Regions from separate parts of the Sus scrofa genome. Here regions 1, 2 and 4 are each linked to region 3. The links are chromatin contacts, called in public HiChIP or PLAC-seq and promoter capture Hi-C maps. All regions are on one chromosome and are shown on one strand. Each heading gives the region's core, a stretch centred on a gene start, on an enhancer-like site or on the middle of the called end of the contact. The rest is flanking DNA. Distances are from core to core; before and after follow the strand shown.

The links. Promoter capture Hi-C pulls out the DNA fragments that hold promoters and counts their contacts. HiChIP or PLAC-seq counts read pairs in DNA pulled down with a chosen protein or histone mark.
Region 1: an H3K27ac HiChIP or PLAC-seq map of skeletal muscle shows a contact between it and region 3, with 4 times the contacts expected there. The contact joins the promoter of MYBL1 here to the promoter of MTFR1 in region 3. A contact is called at or near these places in 1 of 5 promoter capture datasets (fetal liver), 1 of 47 Hi-C or Micro-C datasets (heart right ventricle) and 1 of 2 datasets of contacts at active chromatin or transcription factors (skeletal muscle).
Region 2: an H3K27ac HiChIP or PLAC-seq map of alveolar macrophages shows a contact between it and region 3. The contact joins the promoter of RRS1 here to the promoter of MTFR1 in region 3. A contact is called at or near these places in 2 of 5 promoter capture datasets (fetal liver and liver) and 2 of 2 datasets of contacts at active chromatin or transcription factors (alveolar macrophages and skeletal muscle).
Region 4: a promoter capture Hi-C map of liver shows a contact between it and region 3, with 4 times the contacts expected there. The contact joins the promoter of LOC100738003 here to the promoter of MTFR1 in region 3. A contact is called at or near these places in 1 of 5 promoter capture datasets (liver) and 1 of 47 Hi-C or Micro-C datasets (liver).

What each region holds. Positions count from the first base shown.
Region 1 is chr4:68,118,227-68,121,398 of Sscrofa11.1, forward strand. It overlaps MYBL1 (myb-related protein A), which reads left to right and starts at 1,852. Exons shown (of 16, transcript XM_021089286.1): 1 at 1,852-2,287. The coding sequence starts at 2,268. It overlaps LOC106510063 (a long non-coding RNA gene), which reads right to left and starts at 1,555. Exons shown (of 2, transcript XR_001308193.2): 1 at 1,215-1,555; 2 at 811-1,127.
Region 2 is chr4:68,286,439-68,289,549 of Sscrofa11.1, forward strand. RRS1 (ribosome biogenesis regulatory protein homolog) reads right to left here and starts at 1,775. Exons shown (of 1, transcript XM_003125604.4): 1 at 1-1,775. The coding sequence starts at 1,650. The coding sequence ends at 553. All of the region lies in intron 1 of LOC110260284 (a long non-coding RNA gene), which reads left to right.
Region 3 is chr4:68,968,170-68,971,368 of Sscrofa11.1, forward strand. MTFR1 (mitochondrial fission regulator 1) reads right to left here and starts at 1,829. Exons shown (of 7, transcript XM_021089295.1): 1 at 1,395-1,829.
Region 4 is chr4:69,614,524-69,617,872 of Sscrofa11.1, forward strand. It overlaps LOC100738003 (25-hydroxycholesterol 7-alpha-hydroxylase-like), which reads left to right and starts at 1,430. Exons shown (of 6, transcript XM_021089296.1): 1 at 1,430-1,842. The coding sequence starts at 1,730. LOC102167557 (a long non-coding RNA gene) reads right to left here and starts at 1,453. Exons shown (of 7, transcript XR_002343278.1): 1 at 1,320-1,453.

The DNA.
Region 1 (3,172 bases), core at 602-3,101, 850 kb before region 3:
CTATTGTAAATAGTGCTGCAATGAACATTGGCGTACATGTGTCTTTGCGAGTCGTGGTTTTCTCTGGATAGATGCCCAGGAGTGGGATTGCTGGATCAAATGGTAGTTCTATGTTTAGTTTTCTGAGGAATCTCCATACTGCTTTCCACAGTGGTTGCACCCATTTACAATCTCACCAAACTCATTATTAAGTTTTGAGAATTCTTTATATACTCTGAATAAAAATTCTTTATTAAACATTTTGATTTAACCGCCCCCCCCCAGTGTCAGGTTATATTTGAGTATGTGTACTGAAATAACTGTGAGCCACTTTAATTCCACATTTTGTCTTTTTATAACTAGTTTAAATGAATTTGTAATGTTATCTTTCTGAGGAGTTATGTTTACCTTTAAAGTGAGGGGAATTTAGTTTGCTGTCAAAATCTAAAATACCTGTCTTCAAGCTCTAAAAAGGTATTCTGTATAAAACTGACTGTAGCCTAAATATAGCAGAAAGACGGTTTCCTTTTAGGATGTAAATAAGCAGAGTATTAAGACCTAGGAGTATATAAGAAAACTATTTTCAAACGACATTACTTTCTAAATTAGGGTTTTTTTTTTTTAAATGAATTAGCAACACAATAAAGAATGATTTGAAAGAAAAGCTGTTTTACCGTCCCAGAAACCTAACTTGAGAAAAAGGAAGTATTAAAAGGCAGGTGTTTTAAGTTTTGAAAGTAGTACATGCAAGCGCCTCTTAATTCACATTTGCACCTGCATCTTTGATTTGCAAAAATTGATGCGTAAAATTTCAAAATAGCAAAATGTAAGTTTTGTTACATTAACATGTGGTTTTGTGCTCTATGCAGTAGAGCATGTTACCTTGCAAATTTGGATCCTTTAGCATTTCTAATCATTACTGTAATTAATCTACTTTAATAAGAGTTAAACTGAGCAGTTCGTACTTGTAACTGCTAGAAGCTCCTCCCCAGCAGTTCCTTACTCCTCCCCTCTCTCCTGCGAAGGAAGATAACCTTCTCCTGTTGACTACCGCGCTCGGTTATCTGCGCGTAATTCCCAGTCCATTCCTGTCTTCCCGCATTCTTCTCCGGGATCACGGCTCCTTCACTGCGCACCGCAGTTATTTCCTGCAGAACCGGGTAGTGGATTAAGCTCTTTGAAGACCAGCCGCAGACCCTGTTTTTTTCCCTTTTCCATTCCAAGCACGTGTCTACCTGAAAACTTTTTCCACCTGTCACACTCTTGCTCGGTCTTGATGTTCAGTTTCCTGCTACAGAATCTTGACTACCAAGTTTGGGCCAAAAGAGCTCTCATTTTTGCTTAAACAATAACGGCCGCGCAAATTTTATAGTTAGATTTGTCTCAAATCCGAAGACCGCGCCTCCTAACAGGAGGGATGCACCCCAGGAGTGAGCAGCTGTGGCCGAGAGAAGGGTGCGGGGACAATCCCTGACAGGACAGCTCAACCCCCAGGGACAACAGTGCCGCATCCCGTTAAATTTGGGCTCAGGCCGCGTTTCCGGCCAGATAGCCTCTCCGCGAGCCTGGAACTTGCTTTCCCAGTAGGCCCCGCGCGGCCTTCGGCGCCCCGCCCCCTCGCGGTGCGGCGCTGGGCGCGCTCCGGGTCCTGTCATAGCTAGACCCGCGAGCCCCGCCTGCGGCCCCACCCCCTCGCTCCCAGCTCCTTCCCCCGCTCCCGCGAGTTCCAGTCCCGGCTTCCAGCTCCCCAGCCCCGCCCTCAGTCGCGCGCGCTCTCCCGGCCCCGCCCTCGTTCCCCCGCGTGCCGCCGCCACAGCCAATGAGGTTCCGGGCCGCGTGCGCAGATTCAAACGGCGGCTCTTGAGGGAGGCTGGGCGCGAGATTCGGCGGTGCGGACAAAACCCTGCAGGAGGCTGCGAGCCCTGCAGAGCGGCTCGCTGCGGGGAGAGGGCGGGGGTCGGCTCCCGCGGCGGAGCCGCGCTGGGACCGCGGCAAGGAGGTTGAGAGGCAGGGGGAGCGGCCAGCGGAGGGCAGGAGCGCGCCTGCTGACATGTTGGGGGTATCCCTGACCGGGCCAGGCCGGGGCTAGGAGCGGCGCTGCGGGCCGGGGGCGGGTCTCGGTCCGCCCCTCCGTCCTGCTCTGCCGGGAACTTGAGTTCCGCACTCGGTCGCCTCGGAGCGTGAGCGAGTGAAGCGGCGGGAGGGTTGGGGAGAAGGAGCATTCGCCTGAGGCTGGAGGAGGCTGAACTGCGTCCCCGCCCAGCCTGCGCCTATGCGGTACTTGAAGGATGGCGAAGAGGTCGCGCAGGTGGGTGACATCCCCTTCTCCAGGCCTGTCGGCACAGTCTCGGCTCAGATCATCCTGCCTTTCCCGCCGCTTCCCCACCAGGCCCTGCCTAGCCCGGGCCGAGGTTATCCTGCCCGCTGCTCCACAGCCGCTTCGGCACGCTGGCCGGAGCGCAGCTGTGACGTGTGGAGAGTCGGGGACCGGTGTGTTTAAGACTCACGAAGTGAGCAACAGATGCCCGGGTTGCTTCCTTGAGTCCCTTCTCCCCCCCCAGCGCACGTCCGGACCCACAATCTCTCGCGGCAAGTTCTTGGTGGGAGTTTCTTGGCAGGTAAGTCTGTGTGCTTTCAGGGAGTCCGCTCCTCTGGTGAGGCTGGGGTACTGACCTGGCCGGACGACCTCAAAGTGGCATTCAGAGGGCCTCTTTTTCTCTGAATTACTGGACCTGTTAAAAATAGGAACTCTTGTGTTAAATATAGGTGGGGACCCCTCGGCCATCTCTGCCACCTTGAAAGGTATGGAAATCCTCTGAGGAATCATGAGTAGAGAGGCTCTTTTTGATGTTTTCTGTAATTACCATCCTCATGGTTTTAGTGTTATGTGTATATATATATATATATATATGTATTTAATATCCTCTACTGGGAGATGTCACACTGTTACCGCCAGTAGCTTGATCTTAAAATAAAACAATGTGTTTGATTCACTTAATATTTTGTGTGTCTACGGAAGTGTTGCACAGAGACAGGACATGGCTTTTGTTGGAAACTTGCTAGATTGAACTTATGCATGTCATCTTTGTTAATATGTCACTACAGTAGCTACTCCTAAATTGTGTGTAGTAATCACTTAGATGACAAAAAACTAGGGCCCTTTTTGTCAGGATTATTAAATAAACATGAAGAG
Region 2 (3,111 bases), core at 525-3,024, 680 kb before region 3:
TGGATATCTTCTAGAAAGTAAATGAAAATAATCTGTAACACGTATCCAGGTCACTGGCTTTACTTAAAACTTACAAAATTTGAAAGCAATATTAGATCCAGACATACCTTTATTAAATGGCCTTTACAACAGTTCTGAAAATGTAACCTTGTAATCTTTTTGTTCCCCCACTTTGATAAATACAGAAGCTTGTTATCAAAACAATGCTAAAAGTCTTTGAAATATGACCTCCCTCACACCACATACAAAGTTTACAAGGAAAAAAAAAGTCTGTTTAAAAACAGAACTCACTCCTAATTTCGACCAAATTCTTTCCCTAATTCGTATAGCCTTAAATACATCCTTTAATCTTCAGCCAAAGTTTTGGTTGTGGGAAATAACATTAATTTGTCCTGTGCAATATTTACATACTATTTTCAGAGGAGGGCAAGGCTGTCCCTTTAACTTCAAGCTCAGTGAAGGCAGGGGCCACATCTTTGGTGTCCCCCTACAGTGCCTAGATGTCAACATTAAGTACAGTTCTTGGTTTACAAACAAGTCCGAGGCTGAAATTTACTTCCTCCTCTTTCCTCCTTGGTGTTGCCCTCCTTTTCTCTTGCCACCCAAGCCCGGCGGCCCGGAATTCATCTTGCTTCCCACGCCCCCTTTCCTCTTCCCTCCCTGGCTGGGTGGGCCACCTTTCCTCTTACCCCCAGGACCCTGTCGGCCTCCCTTTCTTTTGCCCTTCTGGCTCATTTTCCTCCTCTTAGCCGCTTCTTCCTGGTCCTCCTCCCTCATCTGCTTATTGGTGGCTCTGGTCACGTCCAGCTGAGGCTTTTTGCTGTTCATTACTCGCAACATCTCCAACTGGCTCTTCTTCTCAGCTGCAAAGTCCCCAAAAAGGGGTTGAAACTTCCTTTTCTTGCCAGAGCCCCGGGGCGCCTTCTCCTTGGGCAGGCGCTCCTGGAAGCGCCCTACAGAGGCGGTGGAGACCTTGGCCACCTGCATGGCGCGGCCCAGCTCTTCCTTACTCTGATGTCCGGTAGGGTGCATGCCGGCCGCGCTGGGCAGCTGCATCTTGTGCGCGCGGGCCAGGTTACGCAGCCGGTTCAGCTCGTTCTTGGCTACCCGTTCCTTCTTGGCCTGAATACGCTTGGCGAACTGGTCCTCCATGGGGTCGGCATTGCTCGGCACCTCAATCAACCATTCCTTGGTATCATCGCGGGCCCGTTGGTAGCCCCAGCGGCGGCGCCACTGGCCGCTTACCTCGTCCCACACCAGGTTGGTCTTCTTCTTAGGACGGATGCCCTTGAGACGCGCAAACTGCTGCCAGCGTGTAAGAGGGCGCGGCCGGGGCACCGGCTTCTCGCGCGGCAGTCGAGTGGTGGGCTCCGGCAGCCGCGCCACCAGCGTCTCCTCCACGCGCTCGGTGGGCAGCTGCCAGAGCTGGTTGATGAGCAGCTGCGTGTTGTCCCGCGCCAGGGCTCGCAGCTCGGCCTCCTTCGTGGGTCCCGCATGCCGCAGCCCGGTCGGGGGGTTCCGGTCGGAGGCCAGCAGGTTACCCAGGTCGAACTCCAGCTCTAGTTCCTTGTGCACGGTGATGCGCTGCAGCTTTTCCGCCTCGTCCCGCTCCGCCTTTGCCAACAGCTCCTCCACGCTCTGGCCCTCCATGGCTCCGGCTGTTCCGGGGTAACAGTTCCAATCAATTCTCCAGTAGCGCCGGCAAAGGCCAAGGCAACACAGCCACGTGCAGTCGCCCAGACGCTCGTCCCGGAAGAGAAAGCTCCACTTCCGGAGCAGCCGGAAAAGGCTCACAACGCGGGCGACCCGAAGAAGGGCCGGCAGAGGGCGGTGTTGGAGAACAGATGGGGTTAGAGACGGCCCTTGGGCTCCAGCCCGGATGTAGGCGGAGCAGGAGCGAGGAACCCGCGCACTACGAAGTCCAAGGTTTGACTGGCACCGGGGCTTCCACTAGGCAGTGGCGTGAGGGAGGGAGGGGCAGTGAAAATTTTGGGGGCCCCAGAATAAGGGGGTCTCGGAGCGACTGTGTTACACTAAGTTAAGTCAGTTCTCAAGATACTTACTAAGTCAGTTCTTCTTGGGAACAGATAAATTATATTTCACCAGAGCCCATGGGGCCCTGGGTGTGGGCCGACAGAGGTCCTTCCCACGGATGTACTTAAAGCCAAGTGTAGACGAAGACTTGGTTTGCTTTGGAAGCCATAGGCAGCTCTGAGTGGGCACGGCCGTGACCCCATCCCAGCCGCCCGATGCCTGGTCTTCCCCGCCCCGGGCTACATCCTCTCACATCCTCTCCTGGCTAGTGGCTAAAGAGCGACTGGCTCTTCTGTTAGACCGCCTTGGTTACAATCTTGACTGCGCTGGTGTTTGAACTTCAACTGTTTAACTTATTTGGCCCTATTTTAAAACCCGTAAGATGAAAGTACTAATAGTACCTACCTCCTAGGGCCACTATAAAGATAAATGAGTTAATATGCCCCCAAGGGAGCTTACTCTAGGGTCTGGATATCAGTGCTCTGAAGGTGAGCTAAATACCAATTACTGTTTAATCTTCGTAATGGCTTGAGGAGCTGTGGCTGGAAGGGCAATCTTACACAGTGATTAAACACCAGGCTCTTGAATTAAACGACCTAGAATAAGATCCATGTTTATTGTACCTGCTTTGGACGGATTGTTTAATATAAGTCCTATAAGTTAATAAATATGAAGCATTAGTTACTGGCACATAGTAAGCATTCAGTAAGTGTTAGTTACTGTAATTCATCATATTCCACTGATGACAACAGAAGACTCAGAGAGGTAAAATGACGTCTAAGGTTTTACAACTAGGGAAGCTGGGAGCAGGATTTATTTTAACGCTGGCTTTAAGACTACATGAATATTCTCTGCAATGTTTTACAGGCTCTTGATACTTGAAAAGTGTGGTGTGGTGACCTGGGCCTTAGAAATGTAGACTCTTTGGCCTCACCCCAAATGTAAAGATTTAGAACCTTCATTTTTAACAAGATAGCTAGGTGATGAGTATGGTCAAGTTTGGGAGGCACTGCTGGTTGTGTGGTTTACAGGTTTTATTTTATCTTAATTGGATTACTGAAGAAGGGATTAGTTGGA
Region 3 (3,199 bases), core at 579-3,078:
GTACTAATACCCAGTTGGTTTTTTTTTTCCATTAGAGTTGTAGCTCAACAGAATTTTCCAAAGCAGTTACATTTACTCTACAATTTTTAGGACATTCAATTATTGTTAAAAGAGCAAGGACTTAGCAGTGACCAGGGTCAGCATCCTAAATCCCTGCCCCCTAACCCTTACATGAGGGTGACCTCAGGCAAATTGTTTAATCTCTCTCAGCCTATTTTCCCCTCATCTGTAAAATGGGACAATACCCACTTCACACAGCTGTTGTAAAAGTTAAATGAACAGGTGATAATTTCAGTGTTCCATACATACCAAGAACCCGGTAAATGCTAATTATCAGTACTATTATTACTACTCAAAAGCAGTAAAGCTACAGACAAAACTAGATTATGTGGCACCTTTGTTTTCAGGTAATGAAACTCTACCTTCGGAGAACTACCCACAGTCTTGCAGCGCAAACTAAATTAGCGCTATCTACACGTTCAAAAGTGCCTTATTTTACTCAACTTCTCCACAAAGCAAATGACTGGAAAAGAAGTACAATTGCTGATCATGAGGAAATATGTACAAGAAATGAAATATGTCTGAGATATACTTCAAAATAATCGGGGCGGGGGAAGGAGCAAGCCTGGCCAGTTACTGATTTTAAATTGGGTAATGGGTGCACGGAGCTCTCCTACTATCCTCGTGACACTGGAGAGTCTGAAGACTCCCATAATAAAAAGTGCTGTTAAATGTCCAAAGGTCGAGGTGTTTTCTGTTTTCCTTTGGGGCTTAATGCAAATCCCGGTCCCGGTCGGGAAGACAAAGTGGCAAGTTCTAAGAGGCGAAAAGTGAAACGGGGACGCCGGCCAGCTGAGGCTGGTTACGCCTCCCAGGCGGCCCAACAGGTATGCTCCTCCCTCCCAATCCCCGAGGCCCGGACAGGAGGAGCACCCGCCGAGTCACGCCACCGAACCCCCGGGAAAGCGCAACACCCAAGGGAACTGCCGCAAAGGCCCTTCCCTGGGCCGCTGCCTGACTGCCGGCGCGCGAACTGCCGGCTCCCGACGACCGACCAAAGGCCGGGGGAGGAAGGGGGCAGCGATGGGGAGAATAGGTGGGCGGGTGGGTGAGTCCTGCCTTGCCCGGCAAGTCGGCCGAATTCGCTCCGCTCCGCCAAAGCTCCAGCCCCAGCAGGGCCCTCGGCCAGCACGGCCGCCCCCGGACATCTCCGCCTCCCTTCAGCCGCGGCGCGGACACCCCACCGGTACGCGGAGCCCGCCGGCCTCCCCGAAAACCCAAACCCGGCTCCTTCACCTCCTACCCTGAGTGTCACCAAAGGTTCCCGCCGCCGTCCCCGGGGCGCCTCCTCGACCCCAAGCCAACCGCTTTCCAGAGTTTTTACCTCACTCTACCTCCGGCGCGAGGCAGCCCGCCGGCTTCTTCAGCTACTCCACCTTCCAGCTTGACCGTCCCGGGGCGTTGCTGCCAATCACCCAATCTCCGCCCCGAGCCCGGGCGAGGCTCACCAATCAACGGCTCCCTCCGGCCTGGAGGCGGGAGCCGCAAGCGGAAGGCCAGAAGATCGCTGCACGAGCCTGGAGCGGCCTCTCGCAGTGTGCGCACGCGTTGGGCTCGGCTATCGCGTGGGCTTTCCCGTGGACCTTGCTTTTTGTCCTCAGTTCTCTGCCTTGGCAAGTGCTTTGTAAACTTCAACCTCAAGAAAGACCCACATTCTGAATGTAGCCCCAAGTGTGTATTACCTTGAAAGAAGATGTGAATCTTAGCCCTTGTTAAGCTAATAAATGAGCTGTTTCATCTCGCGGTGTAGCAACTTGTGCTCACCCAGCCTTTGCGGACTTCGTATCTCGGGTGTGTTTGTCTAGGGGAAGTAGGGCTGTCGGATTGTACAAAGTGCCTGAAGGGTTAGGATTTTACTTTACCAAGTCTTCGGTTCTAACATGTTTAAGTTTTATTCGTTGGGACACGTGATTTTTAGTAGCTGAGTATCCCAAGACACTCTGGGTTCAATTCATTCTCTCTTGAAAATATGATCATTGCACTTAATAGCTAACAATATATTAAGCATGGTAATATGGGTAGGACTGACAAAAGATTCATACGTAGAGCGGAGAAACCTATTTCTGTTTGGCTTTTCAAGAGCCTATTGCTGATTGGCTGTTTCTCTTACCCTCCCATTGTAATTGATCCCAGAGGTCGTAAGCAGACAACAGAGCTCTGAAGTTTTTAATCCGGGTGCCCAAGTCTCTCCCTGGCGAGGCTTTCCCCCTTCAGCAAAAGCGTTAATTCATCTACTTAACAAGGGCTTGTTAGGGGCCCACTGTGACAATACAAAGATTTTAAAGAGCTTTGAACCACGCCCTCAGTGAGCCTACGGGCTAACAACAAGGTTAATTTATATAACCAAAAGTTGTAACCAGGTATGGAGGGGGCTGGGAAACCCGCCTAAGCCTGCCCGGGTTCTCAGGGAGTGCATCTGGAAGAAGAGAATGCTTGGGCTGGGGTCTGATGAAGCAGCAGAAGCATCTGAGCTCAAGGGGCAGGGGCAGAGCATGGCGATATATCTAACAAAGTTCACTTGTTGCTTATGAGATTTTCCTAGGGTGGATTTAGTGCGAAGCTAATGAAGCATCTGCCATTGACTTGCACCAGCTCTCTCCAAGAGCCAAGGAAGGGCCCCAGCACCTAATAATGCACATGATCATATGTAGTTTTCAACTCTTTAAAGGGGCCCCAGCACCTAATGCACATGATCATATGTAGTTTTAAACTCATATGTCTTAGAGCTGTCCTCAACAGGGATTGGCTAAGGCTTTTTTCCATGCCAATTTCCTTTCCTTCACACTTCCCTTCTAGGTGCCCTGGAGTGGCTCTGGGCTTTTGGGGGATCTGAGTGAGGGAAAGAGTTGAGATGGAACTGGAGCCACTTCCCTGATAAGTTATTTCTGACTCTCCTGGTGTTGGAATAGCTTCCAGGAAAACTCCTAGCTACACTCTATTCTATCTCATAAATGAATGTGTCCCAGGGCACCTGGCAGTAGATGCACATGGGTGGAGAAAGAGAAAAGAGTTTGAAATGTGCTGAGCCAAAAGTTAATCTAGGGGGAAATCTTCCAGTCATCACACTTTTAAAATTATAAGATTACAGGGAGTTCCTGTTGTGGCGCAGTGGAAATGAATCCAACTAGTATCCATGAGG
Region 4 (3,349 bases), core at 180-2,679, 650 kb after region 3:
TAAAAGTCAAAGATGAAGAAACTCACAAAGATTAACATTCTCATGCTCACCCAATCATTCCCAGCTTTAAGGCTTAGGAAATCAACACAGCAGTAATCCAGTGTTGGAGCACCAACTAAGAGCCAGGCACAGGTGAAGCACTTCCAACTACATTATCTCAAGTCCAGGGTGGTGGACCAGATCACAGACGGCAAAGTAGGTGCAGACAAGGTCGTCTAAGAGATGGTTCTTACCTAAAGCAGGCAAGACAGACATAGACAGAAATAACTCAGATATAGAGGGACAAAGAATGGAATGATAAATAGAGACAGTATAAAAGTATGGAGATGGGAGAGATTCATTAAAAAATGAGTTAGGAATAATTTCTAGAAGGAAGTGGGATTTGAGCTGGGCCTTGAGAGGTACGTAGAATTTTTGTATTTAGAGGAGAGAGGAAATATTTTTCAGAGGGAATATCAAAAGCAAAGGTGTAAAAGGGCTGATGGCAAGGCACCAGCGACTCAGACTTCCATGAACATGCAACTGTACTAGGCACGCACGAGACAAACTGTGGAGGGCTTCTCACTGCAGGTCGAAGATTTATGACTTTATCAAAAAGGCAACCATCAAGAGTTCTGAACAGGGTCAAAGCTGGACAGGTCAGTGTTGTAGGGAATGGCAATGGGGAGGCTGGGCTGGAAAACTCAAAGGTCAGGGGAACGGAGCTTCTGAAGCTGCTCTAAAAGTCCAGAGACCTGCTCAAATAAAATCTTAACAGAGAGGAAAGAACTCAGTGGTACTGGAACAGCCCTGATTAGAACGGTTGTTACTTATCAATTGAGTGACTAGCGTAAGTTGTTAACCAGCGCTTCATTATCTGTTCTCTAAAACGTGGCTAAAAATTCCATTCCAAGTTTGGTGGGGAGCATAAACGACACACGTGTGAAGTCCCTGGTGGTGAATGACCGTGACTCAGGAAAAGAAATTCTCAAAGTTTCTCCCTTATGCTTTCAAAAGTCCACCTGCGGGCCTTGGACGACTTGTGTTTAGTACCTTAGCGTCTGTTTCGGTATAGCTCCTTTCCTCTTTGTCCTCCTGGACGGTGCGCCCCATCAGGACCGGGGCTGGAGCCCGACCCTGGGCCACGTACTCCGGGCCTCAAAGACAGTTCTGGGCGCACACGAGGCGCGGGAGCCGCGCGGCGAGTGGAGGGCAGCGAAGCCCCGGGGTCAGAGGGTGCCTACGGGATCCCTGGGGCCGGATCCCATCCCACCCCGCTCCCGGTTCCTTAGCCTCCCGAGGCGCGCGGGCTAAAGAGATGACGAACCCGAGCGACTCACTTTCGACTCAGAACTGAAATCCCCTTCCCTCAGGCCTTCGGAGGCTGGTGCTCAGGAAGTCCTAGCCCCTTCCCCCTCTTCTTTGGCCCTTCTTCCTGCCCCGGGGGGCCGGCGCGCCGTTTTCCAGAAGCTGCTGGCGGGAGGCGGCAGTCGAGCGGGGCGGTGCGTGTGGGAGGGGGGTGTGCAGGGGGAGGGGAGTCCGGGAACTTTGAGACTCGGCCCGGGGGCCCTCGGTGACATTCCAGGCGAAGCCGCGGCCAGGCCAGCCTCCCGGGCTCGGACCCTGACCTTCCGCCGGCTGCAGAGTCTCCGGCCACGCCGCCCCGGGAGGGAGAGAGAGAGAGAGAGAGAGACCCCCGCTGTCCCCGCAGCCGCGCGCCATCCAGACGGCGGAAGACGCGTCGGCGGGCATGGGCCGCTTCTCGCCGGAGCCGTGGCTGCCGCAGCTACTCAGCCCCCGGGGCCTGGCTCTCGCCGCGGCCCTGTTGCTGCTGGTCTTATTCCTGCGCACCCGGCGCACCAGGTAAGCGCCCGGGCCACGCATGCGTCGTGGGCCTCGCCACCGCGCGCGACCGAGATGGTCCCGCCGGTCCCCTCCAGGCCTCCCGGCGCGGCGAGGCACAACTTGCAGGGGGTGCCTACATCTTTGGGGGTCGTGTGCAAAGACAAAGGCTTCCTGGGCCTTTTGCCCGGGCGTCGGAGTTCGTGTGCAAACGATGTGCCGCTCCAGTGTAGGTTGTAGGCAGCCCCAGGTTTGCATTTTACAATGTGCATCAGGCTTGGCTTCCAGACACATTTTGGTGCCTAGTTACAGTGACTTGATGCTTAATGGCCTTGCATTCATAGAGGGGGGTTTTCTTCCATTACATTCCGTTATAAGTGAAGTGTTTTAGGAAAATGCCGATGTATGGTCTGAATGATACCGCTGGGTGCCTCTCTCTGTGCCTCAGTTTACCCCTGGCCCACGTTTGGCAGATAAAATAATAGTATCTCATGGGATTTTTGTGAGTACTGAACGAGCTTAGAGTATGTGTTTGATACATTTATTTTTCTTAGAACAAAAGAAAACAGTAACAGAACTACTAGGTGTGTCACACTTGATGGTCTCATTGAGAGTATGGAAGTAGAGGCCACTCCCTTGCCTTCTGAGATGGCCCACTCTGTTTATCTCTCTCAATAAATCTCTCTCCAAAAAAGGTTAAAAAAAAAAAAAAAGGAAATGTGGAAGTAGAAGAAACAAGACAAGTTCAACCTAAAAGCACTCATTTTGAAATCACTCTGTTTCTTTTCTTACCTGGTGCCTTTTTCATACTACCAGGTTTCTCATAGCATGTTAACCCCCTTGTTTTTTATTTTTGTCTGATCATCTAGGTGGAGGCTGGTGTCATTTCCTGAGGTAGGGCAGGTTTAGCGGAATGGAGGGGACCAGCAATTTTGTTTGGGGCCGTTAGATAGTGAAGGCTGTGTTTCTGGTGCTCAGTGGCGAGGTCCAGGGAGAATATTTAATTATGAATGTCACAAATATGAAATGAGTGTAGGTTGGTCACCTGGTGAGAGAGTCTGATGGAGAAGCAGGGAGTCTAGGCCACGCTCCTTATTGCAGGGTCTGGCGGAGGAAGAGGGGCCACAGTGGAGTCCCAGTAGCATGGGAGGAAAATCCAGTGACTGTGGGGTTCTGGAAGCTCCGCAGGGATATATTTAAGCAGTAGAGGGGGAGTTATCCGTGTCAAATGTCTCTGAGCAGTCAAGTTTGTGAGGGCAAAGGACACCGGTGTTGACAAGATGCAGAACTGATAAGAGCTAAACTGAGAGTTAACCAGAATGCTAGCCTGTTTGAAGTGGGTTGAAATGCTGTCTGTCCTCCAATAAACTTCTAAAATTTTATATGCAGATGAGAGTGCAATTTAGTATTATGTTTCATATCTCTTGAGCCAGTAATTCCAGTAATCTTATTTAAAAGAACTTCTCCTGGTGAGATTATCATGAACATTCTTTAAGATTTAACCACAGCAGTGCTCATTAGGATTGCT